Linked DNA regions of Zea mays: region 1 is linked to region 2. The links are chromatin contacts, called in public Hi-C maps. All regions are on one chromosome and are shown on one strand. The core of a region is the stretch at or near the end of the contact, and the rest is flanking DNA. Distances in the headings are between cores, read along the strand shown.

The links. A called contact is a pair of places that touch in the nucleus more often than the background predicts.
Region 1: a Hi-C map of ear shows a contact between it and region 2, with 2.7 times the contacts expected there. The contact joins the enhancer-like site here to the promoter of LOC100274170 in region 2. A contact is called at or near these places in 2 of 25 Hi-C or Micro-C datasets (ear and tassel).

The regions. Positions count from the first base shown.
Region 1 is chr8:141,388,773-141,394,159 of Zm-B73-REFERENCE-NAM-5.0, reverse strand. No RefSeq gene overlaps it. Among protein-coding and RNA genes, the nearest start is that of LOC111347722, 4.4 kb to the left of the region's middle. Within about 2 kb of position 2,594, at least 15 of the 20 cell types and tissues checked have an H3K27ac peak or open chromatin away from gene starts, as enhancers often do. A contact at or near this core is called in ear and tassel, where this site is marked.
Region 2 is chr8:141,093,434-141,099,100 of Zm-B73-REFERENCE-NAM-5.0, reverse strand. It overlaps LOC100274170 (Ribonuclease P protein component 3), which reads left to right and starts at 2,213. Exons shown (of 7, transcript NM_001148544.1): 1 at 2,213-2,677; 2 at 2,775-2,860; 3 at 3,662-3,740; 4 at 3,867-3,926; 5 at 4,145-4,269; 6 at 4,795-4,866; 7 at 5,519-5,667. The coding sequence starts at 2,333. The coding sequence ends at 5,621.

The DNA.
Region 1 (5,387 bases), core at 1,345-3,844, 290 kb before region 2:
CCAACTCTAAATGTAGCGTTCTCTCTCACCTGCGCTATACTGAGAGTGAGGCTATCTCCAGCAACGTACTCTAAATTTCTCTGTTTTCATCGAACATATGCATGGCAGAGCCGTAGAGCTACTGTTGGCTCTCTCTCCCACCTTCGCGCAGCTTCTCTCCAACTGGGCACAAGCAACCAAAGCCACACGAACACCATGGCCAGCACGGTGGCCTCTGCGTCGGTTGGGACGAGCTCTGCGATCACACATTCACCGGCGTCGGCAACAAGTTGGTCCTCGCCGGCAGTGGTACGGTACATGGGTGCGAGAATGAATGGAGGAGACGGCACGCGAACAATATTTAGCGAGTGGTCATACGTCCGACAGATTTAGCGTCTCGGAGGCAGCCGCTAAATTTTAGCGTATGGTTTAGAGTCTCTTGCTGGAGGTGTAGAGAACGTTTCCATCCGTTAAATTTGACAGACAGGACCGATTTAGCGTCCCTTGTTGGAGACAGTCTGAGGCAGGCTCAGACACGGTGGGATGGCAAATGCATGTTGATGGGGATAGAAAAGTGTGGAAAATATAATATAATGTATGTTAGTTGATATAGCTACATATGTAGGATAATTGTGACCGTGATAAATTGTTGGATAGAGTAGAGAATCTCTTTGATTAGAATAGAATATTTTTTTTAGCGTAGAGAAAAAAAGGTATAAAGAGTGTGGATAGCCTCGGAAAATACGACTGTCTTGTGGCACCGACGCTTTTGCTTGGCTGTGGATACCAGCATTTAGTGTATTTTATTTTGAAATTTAAATACATATACCAATGTAAAAACAAATATCTTTAGATCCCTTCCTTTTAAAGGAATTGGAAATTTATTTGATAGAGTATGTCTTTAGTTTGAAATTTGACATTCCATCATTTTCCTAAGTTTAGATATAAGCATATCCCGAATTCATAGGATGAGGTGTGGAAATTGATTTAATGTGTCACTAATATATGTTTCTACTCTGTAACTTATAACGCACTCATCGGCTCGCTCCCATATAATAAAAATGTAGCATATAAATATCTTCCTCATATAACCAAAAATAGTATATAAATAAATTCTATATAGAACTGTATTAGCTTATATTGGGAGACCTTTATTATCGAAGGTCCTCGAAGTGTTTCATTATATTTAATGTATTATCGAAGAATGACCAAGCTAGCCTTCGTCCAAACTAGCGCGCAAAGCGAAGGCGAAGCTGAAGAGCTTCAGCTCCGAAGGGTTGATACAAGAAAGGGATCAAAGGAAAGAGCTTTGGTCAGCGACATCAACACACGAATCAAATCTAGAAAATGATAGCTCTACAATCAACACACATGCACTAAGTGCCATATTTTTTTCATAAATAACTTAGTATAATCTATATCAATTTAGTATATAGTTCAAAATATAAAGATAAGGTATTAGCATATGAAACTATAGATTTAACATTTAAAGTCTACAAATACATACAAATATAATATGAACATCAAGCACAAAATGCACTAAATAAATGTGCATACCGGTTGCAAAGTAAATTTCAATATTACTTGTTCGGCGTGTGCTTTATGTTTTCGAAAAAGCGAAGCAATATCTTCGCCCCTCTTCATATTCAATCAATGTATTGTACAAGTAAATTGATATAGCACAATGTTAAAAAAGTATCATTAGTAACGAAATCCAGGTTTACATAAAAAATTCTTCTAAAATCACTAATCAAAATTACAAAGAAAAATAGAGTTGATTTACCATCTCTGCTGTACGTCATGTGGCCAATGCAGTCCGCCTATGAAGCAGAGATATGAAGAGAGACGACTAGAGGCTTAGGGAGACTGGACAGTACGACACCAGACCGTCCCGCGTGATAGCCTGGATAGTCTGGGATTAGATAAGTTCTTGCGACATCTTGATTTCTTGCGATATTTTTATAATTTGTTGTGGGATATTGTTGGACCCCACTTATAAAAGTGTCTAGAGCTCCACTATAAATATATATATAAAGGGTACGGGAACACTAAAAATTGATATACAAACTAGCTTATACATTATTTTCTTAGACCTATAGGTTTAGTTTTAGTCCTAGTTGTTGTTTCCCCAAATCCTAATCTTCTCATATCTTCGGCTCTATATTGTCTGAGACGCTTTAAGTGGTATGTCGACCCGAAAGCAACCTATAATCTCTCCTCCCTGTGGGTCCCACTCGAGAGGCAGAATGTAGGTTTTTCCCGAGCCTCTCCATGCGTAGCGGATAGTTCGGCTCCTGGCCATGTCGGACAGTTCAAGCTCCAGGGCCGGACGTGTATGCACAAAGCGTGTCAACTCTAGGGATAATTAGTGTTTAGTCTAGAAAGACGTCACAATATATATATATATATATATATATATATATATATATAATAATAATAATAATAATAATAATAATAATAATTCTAACTCCATCCGATCCATACATGATCTGCAGGAGCGATTTATATGTAGAGCAATAGCTGCACTGGTTCTGGTTGGGTTGGGTTATACGGTGGTTGCACCTTTGGTGCCACGGTGAGCTGTCAAACCTACCCTAGCTAGCCACAGACACGCGGCGCCCAACGGGAGAGAAGGACGGAGGAAGGCACGGTCCTCTTTCTCATGTCTCACCTAGCTACTAACCCAGAGTCAGAGGGCCAACTTTAATTACACCACGCAATCATGCACCTGATGAAAGGCCAAAAAAACAATCTAATCACACCTTCCAATCAATATCATGCACCGGTGAACCGTCCCTGCTTTGATTTCACCGGAAGAATTCAATTCCACTGCCAGTGAAAGCAAAGCAAAGCATTGACAGCATATTTATACGCATGTTTTGACGTGCTTGTCATCATCAGCTGAGATTGCCGCGCACGTTACGCCGTCGTCGTTGGTGGACCTGATATGGGACCATTACATATGTACTGCTACCACTGCCTTTTCTATTAGTTACTTATTTGTTGTTATTAGAACTAATCACGGGCGATTATGTGTGTAGTTACCAAACTCGCGCGACTTTCCTGCCAAAAAGAAGAAAATCTAATATTTAAGATGATCTTGACAACAATCATGTGCATACGTGCAATAACTTAAAAGGCGTGGCCAGAAGCTTCTGCAGACCCGCCTAACTGGTGGCTAGACTTGAAAGTTTAGGCCGGATCATTTAGGGTCAGCACGGTACAACATAAAATAAGAGTCCAAAGTACAACATGATACGAAAGAAAAGGGTCGGACCAGTACAACTCGAATAGTCGAACCATGTTGTATCTCAAACTTAGTCGTCATAATGAGCGGCACAACATGACACGATAAGATAAGCCATACTTGTCAATATTTGGGCCACCGTGCTTATCAACAAGGTTACTAGTATATTAATACACGTGTGTCTAATTATAAGGAAAGTATGTCTTATATTATAGAACAAGAATAAGATGTAGTTACACCTTATAATAGGATATAAGGACGGAGGAAGAGATAATCCTAAGACCAAGACACGGCAGGAAAGTCAGCGTTTGGTAACCCAACGAGGACCGCACTATTGAAGATTTGTTGTTACGCATAGAAAGCTAATATGTTCCGAGCATGTTTTCTTGTTTGAAGTTACGTCAAGAATTCCTGAAATTCCACTAAACGACAAAGCAGGTCGACACCCCATCTTCAAAGCCCGGGCAGTGCAAGCGTGATGCTGATGCAGTAGAGTACTTGTTGCCATGAGAAACTGATCAACTCTAAGAAATTAATGGCCATAAAACTCCTTTTTATCTCTTTTTTTAGAAAAAACAGCTAAACCAAACCGTTAAAAATATATTGGTTTCTGGAGCTAGAGATAATCAACTCGACTTAATGGAGATTAAGGTTCAGCATCTACTTCTGTTTTAAAATAGAAGAAAGAAAATAACGATAAAAAATAGTAGAAAGAAAATTAACGATAAAAAATAGTAGACGTATTATATGTTAGGAATTTAGGTATTTTCAGTTTTAATTTAATTTAGGAAAACAGTGTGATATATGTGATGCCATGTATGTCAATGTGTGTATAACTACTCGTTTATGTTGGATTAATGTGGGCCTGACCTAAATTAATATTCAATAGTAGTCAATGCTAAAGGCACACTTTAATGATACAGTGTACTAATACTTTAGTAACGTACCAGAAGTTTAAGGAACAAATTAATCAACTTAAATAGGTGGACCATCCATGCATCTATTGATAAGTTGAGAAAAGGATTAAGGACTGCCATACGTGGGAGCGCCACCGGCCGGGCCGCGGGCGAGGCTCGTGGTAGATCGGACCTTGGTCTAAATATTTCTACCTAACGGCTGCACATTTGCTTGGAGTGATGATCGTCCATTATTGTCGTCTGTTACTGTCCATTTCCTGTGTTATGGCTAGTAACAGACGGGCTGTAATGACTGTCAGTTTCTGGTCATAATGACGATCGTTACTGTCCGTTCCGCTCCCTCTGTGTGTACAAATACGAAGGAGATGGAGGAGGTGAGGCTACTCCTGGTCACATGCGCGAACAATCTCTTAGACGTGTTGCACACAACCTATTTCCGTCCCACCTTCTGCAAACACATTTAGAGTGGGAGAGCAGGCCTCCGAAATCGCCGTCCGCAGAGCTACACTTGCACAGGTGTGCGGGCGATCAGGTTTTTGGGGAGTGTACTCGCTTTGTCCGCTTGACCAGCGCTGATCAGGTTCCTCATTGCCGGTGCCGTTCGAGAGACTGCATTGCGTACATCTACCTGCATCGACTGCGTACAACTACATCGAACATACACACGAGATGTCTCATGTGAATAGAGTCACTGATGCCTTGAGCATCGGTCACACCGCTGGGTACACTCTGTTCTTCGTATTTTTGCATGTTTTACTGTTGTTTACTGCTTATCTAAGTAGAGATACACACATGCACATACATGTCATCACATATATAACATTGGATTTTTGGATTAAATTAAAACTGATAATGTCTAATCCTCTAACAATCCAAAAACTTCATATTAGACATTTTTCTGTTAGTAGTTTTACTGTTGGCAGGATATTATATTTTCAGGTGCCCCTGCTACCTATCATCGTATGAAGCAGTTGTTCTATTGTCCCCATATGAAAACTGACATTCTCTCTTGGGGTCAGTTCTGCTTGATATATGTTAGCAGGCCAAGCTTGACCGAAGTCGCTACCCTAGGTTACTGCAACCATTGCTCGTTCTTTCGGCAGCTTGGGACGTGGTGTCCATTATAGATGTCCAACAAACCCGAAGCACGAGCCTAACCTGAAGCATGTTTTTTTTTGACTCTGTAGGAGCTCGGCCCGAATAAACGGGTCGAGTCCGAACATAGAAACAAGCACGACGTTCTG
Region 2 (5,667 bases), core at 964-3,463:
CCGGACCGTCCGGGGTTACCAGAAATGTTCTCTTAATCGATTCGGCTGACAATGAAGCCGATGCAAGTGATTGGAGGACACCTATACTTAATTATTTACGAAATCCCAATATCAGGACAGATAAGAACATTCGGCGAACAACTTTCAAGTATGTTTTGATGAGTGATGAACTTTATCGCCAAACAGTCAATGACGTCCTGCTTAAGTGCTTGGGCCCAGATGATGCTATATTAGCCATGGCCGAAGTACATGAAGGAATTTGTGGTACTCATCAATCAGCTCTAAAGATGAAGTGGTTGTTGCGAAGGTCTGGTTTTTATTGGCCTAGTATGATAGCTGATTGTTTCAAGTACTACAAGGGTTGCCAAGTGTGTCAAAAATTCGGCGACCTACAGTTGGTCCCTGCAGCCGAATTACATCCTATCATCAAGCCTTGGCCGTTCAGAGAATGGGGATTAGACTTTATTGGAGAAATTCATCCTTCATCTTCAAAGGGGCATCAGTTTGTGTTAGTTGCCACTGACTATTTCACCAAATGGACTGAAGCCGTTGCTCTAAAGAACATGACGCACAAGGAGGTAATTGAGTTCATAACTGAGCATATTATTCACAGATTCGGCATTCCCCAGACCTTGACTACAGATCAAGGAACTTCTTTTATGTCAAAGGAGGTACGTGAGTTTGCTGAATTATATAAGATTAAATTGCTTAATTCATCTCCATATTATGCTCAGGCCAATGGACAGGCCGAGTCTAGTAATAAGACATTGATTAACTTGATAAAAAAGAAGATATCAGAGAATCCTAAGCATTGGCATAAGATTTTGTCCGAAGCTTTATGGGCTCACAGGATATCTAAACATAGTGCTACTAAAGTGTCTCCTTTTGAGCTTGTCTATGGGCAGGAAGCAGTGTTGCCTGTGGAAATAAGTTTGAATGCTGTCAGGTTCGCCAAACAAAATGATCTAACCATCACTGATTATTACAATTCAATGATGGATAATATTGATGAGGTGACCGACAAGAGGGTGATAGCTTTAGAAGCAATAGAAAAGGACAAGATCATGGTAGCCAGGGCCTACAACAAAAAGGTCAAAGCAAAGTCATTTCAAGTAGGGGACCTGGTGTGGAAGACCATCCTGCCTCTAAGGAATAAAGACCGGAAGTTTGGAAAATGGTCGCCAAGCTGGGAAGGTCCTTATAAAGTAAAACAGGTTATATCTGGTAACGCCTATTTGCTACAAACATTACAAGACAAGGATTTACCTAAAGCTTTGAATGGGCGTTTCCTCAAGCAGTACCATCCTAGTATGTGGCAAGATGCTTAAAGAAAACCGATGTGATCACATCGAGTTAAGATGCTTTTGGTTTGCCTAGCTCCACCAAAAGGCAGGGGGGCATATGTTTGGCACCAAAAAGAGCCAGCGGACGGTCCGGCCCTGGAGCCGGACGGTCCGCGGTCCTGACAGTCCGCGCCTGCGCAGAATAGATTAGGGTTCCGAGTTTTGTGCTATGTTTGTTAGCTATATTCGCGGAATTAGCTCGAAATCTGGTCGTGTAAAGGGTCAAGCCCCCCTCCTCTATAAAAAGAGATGTCTACGGCCGATTTGTAATCATCAATCGAATCAATACAACTTCTATTTCACATTTTATCCTAGGAGTAGTTCTAGTCTAGTTTAGGTTTAGCCTCTTGATCCCCAAATTCTTCGTCTCTCTTCGACTCTACGCCGATTAGAGGAGTCTAGGTCGGCCGGCCCGAGCCTAGACAACCCCTAGGATTTCTCCTCCCTGACGGGGTCCCTCTCGGGAGCGAGATCCAGGCGCCGCCGGCGATCTTCCGCCGCCCCTGTGCACGCGCGGACCGTCCGGCCCCAGGCCGCGGACCGTCCGCACTTGACCAGAGAGCACCGCCGCCGGTTTTTCTTGAGTATTTGACGCTCCGAAAAGGCGTCAACAACTAAAATAAAAAAAAATTGGTATATGCAGGCGATATCGACCGCCATTGCAAGTTTGCAACATGTCTAAGGCTATCTCGATTAGCTTACTTATCTCTATACTGATATTTAAAGCCTACTCTATGATTAATATAATATATAGTGCAAAACAATATTTTGGATCAACTGATGATATTGAAATATAGAATTTCTTTGTTCCTTCCATCGCAACATATCCGAACGTCTCCCGTCTCCGTGAGAATCCACCCCACTTCCACAGCGCACCTGTTACTGCTGCACTTGCTGCTTTGCACACGCACTACTGCACTGCACTAGCCGCGCCTCGCAGGTCGCGTCAAGCAAGCGCAGGTGCAGTCCTCATCGCGAAGGGGCCAGATATGCTGCTCTCTGCGTTTCTCGGCGATTGCTTGTTCAGCTACCCGCCGCCGCCTCTTCTACCCGCAACAACGGCTGCCCCGAGACCGAGCACGCGTCTCCCGGTTCCCTTTCCTGCTCGCCTCAGGCCCGCGTCCCTCGTCGCCCGACGGCTGACGGCGGAGGCGGGGGAGGCGCTGAGCGCGTTATCCGCCGCGGAGGGCGACGACGAATACGAAGCGGAGCTCCAGGAGGAAGGGTTTCCGAGCTGGGCGGGCGGCGGCGAGGAGGAGGACTACGACCACGACCCCGAAATCGGAGACATTATGGGGGACTACTTCGACGACCCCAAGAAGGGCCAAACCCGCGTGGGAATGAATGGCTTTCCTCGTCTCCGTTCTGACGAATGAATGGCTTTCCTCGTCTTATTCCCTTGCTTCACTCACGCCCTCTGCGCTCGTGCAGATGGAGGATAGGATAAGAAAGAAACGCCACAAGATCGTGCAAACCAAGACCGGCTCTCCAAACCCCATGAAGGTCGTCTTCAACAAGTAATGTGCTTCTCTGACGCTGCCGTATATTTGTACCGTGTACAAAATCCAGATAGCTAGATAGGACTAATTTACACTGTGCGGTTTGAAACTGATGAGTCTCCAAATTTTCATTTACAAAATTGGCCTCCTAAATGGAATTTTCACTGTTAAATTATTTTACAATATTTTTAGATAATGGAAAATAAAAGGCCTATTGGTGAGACTATCTAAATCTACCATGTAAACAGTGCAGTATAAAGTGCAAAACAGTGTTTTGCACGACCATATACACGATCTACTGAGTATGGCCTGAGAGCTGTCTCACTTAGTGACTAGGCTTGCATCTGGTTATCTCTTCTCTGGACACTATATGATGCTGGGGTTGCCCTTTTTAGATAGTGGAATAGAAGTATCCTCCCAGATTCTTTAGTCGTTCTTATTTGGATAGTTGCACTTGCAGCAAAATCATCACAGTAGAAGAGAAAAATAGCAGCCCACACCCAACACCCTTATCATAGTCTATGTGTAAACCTCGATCCTGGGCCAGCAAAAACCTCTATTGTGGTGACCATGAAAGCCATTTCTGAGCACGTTTCTTTTACAATATATTGTTAATCATGATCTTATGAAAACACTTCTCACCATGAGCCCAACATCTTATGCGATGTTGGATCAACTATTAGTGAAAACTCATAAAGTTTAGAACTTTAGATCTCTACTACCTTATAATTAATGGTCAACAAAGAAGTAAAACTATTGAAAACCATTTGGTGATCTTTCTTAATTACTTAATGCAGTTTTGGTTGTTTCCTGTTCTAGATTTGACTTCTCCAATTCCTATATATGGTTCGAGTTCTACAATGTTTTGTTGCCAAAAGATGTTACGTTGATTTCTGATGTGAGTTCTTTCTCTTTATTATTTTCCCCAACAGGAAGTATTTACCAAACTTAGAAAAAAGCATGTATCAAATCTATACGCATGTTTGCTCAGGATTTTGCATCTTCCCTTTTATTGTGCTTGCAGTCTCTGCGATCATGGCATATAGTTGGCCGTCTTGGTGGCTGCAATTCTATGAATATGCAGGTATAATGGTCAGACCACATTTACACTTCTTGAATGTCATTTTTGACATTTTTGTATTTTATTTTCATATCCTTAGTGGATGAGACGATACTAGTCAGGGTAAGATATAATCCTTCTGGCCTCCATCCTTTTCATCAAAATGTTGGTAACATGAAGGATTCCATCAAACTTCTATGTTTTGCACTAAAGGACTTCAAAAGTACTTGTTTATTTTGCAGTTATCGCAATTGCCTTTAGATTGTAAAAGGCTGACTTATGATGCTCTTGAAGGAGCTAACGTCACTCCGACGTCCTTTTACAACATTGGTGATCTTGAGATTCAAGATAATCTAGCACGAGTATGGTGTGTAATATTTCTCTTCTAAGCCGGCTTTACAAACTGTAGACTGTAACCTTTTCATGTTGTTATGTGAATTATCAAAACTTATTCAATTCCCAGTCCTCTATTTTTTTTATTGCTATCATCTGTTGGACCATCATTCTGGATTACAGACACTAACTGTTCAAGCTTATGAAAAATACCATAAATATGAAAAGATCATTCACAACATAAATTTCTTCGATGTGGGTTTAATCACGACAAACCATTTTAGGTGACTTATGAATTTTGTTGTGCAGTAAGCCTGCTAAACCACTTTGACTGACAAATACCGAGTCCCTTTTAACACTAGTACACTGCAATTCTACGGGTTTCTAGAAAGTCGTAGCTCTCTCCGTGCGATTGTACCTTTTTGCACCATGTACTGAAACACTGATGCCTTTCAAACAAATATTTATTCCAGAGAAAATATGCAAATATACCTTTTCAATTTGTAATCACATTGATTTAGCCCATGACTCTTTATTTTGATATTATTAACTTGCACAGGGTAGACATTGGTATTCATGAGCCATTGCTTCTGGACATCCTGCTTAATGCCTTAACAACAATAAGTTCAGAGTAAGAACCAGACTTTTGAGATGCCAATATTTTGGTAATTTATTTACTGTGTATAATGTTATTTCTGCTCATTAGGATCTGGTCTCTAACATATGCTACACATGTATATCTATATCTTGCTCTGGTTTCATGTTTGGTGCCCCAAAAAATCAGAAGTATGTGATGTGGCACAATACAGAGCTACTGCAACCTGTCCCACAGGAATGCAGTATGCTTTACCGAACTGGCATGTTTGTGAGCCGTGTAGTTCACATTATACACTTTTCTTTTTTTATAGGAGAAACAAACTGAACCTTTTATTTTATCTGAAGGGAAGCAGTAACTACTGATTTGAAATGCAATTCTTGCTAGCAAGATGTTCCTGTAGTAGGCAGTGGGATTTGGCAGATCATTATGGAGGAACACACGTTTTTCTTGCCTCATCATTACTCAACATACCGTTGTTACTCATGAAAAATAATATTCCAGCTGCCTTTTAATGCCTCATTATTTTTTCAGATTAATTGTGTGTGCGTAGGTGGGTTGGGTGGGGGGGGGGGTCTTCGAAGCTGACATTGCTTAGTGCCTGTATTTGGTCATGTTATGAACAATTTATTACCATATTACTTTTTGGAACAATGCAATCTCATCCGTTTTATGTTTGTTTTTCTAGTCATGTTGGTATTAAGCAAGTACAGTTTGGAGGGTCAGAGTTTTTGAACTGGAGTGAGGACTTGAAGACAGAAGAAGTTGGATATAGTGTGTGCAAAATCTAAATAGCACAATCCCGAGATTTGCAGAAGCAGCTACCTTTTTAGCTAA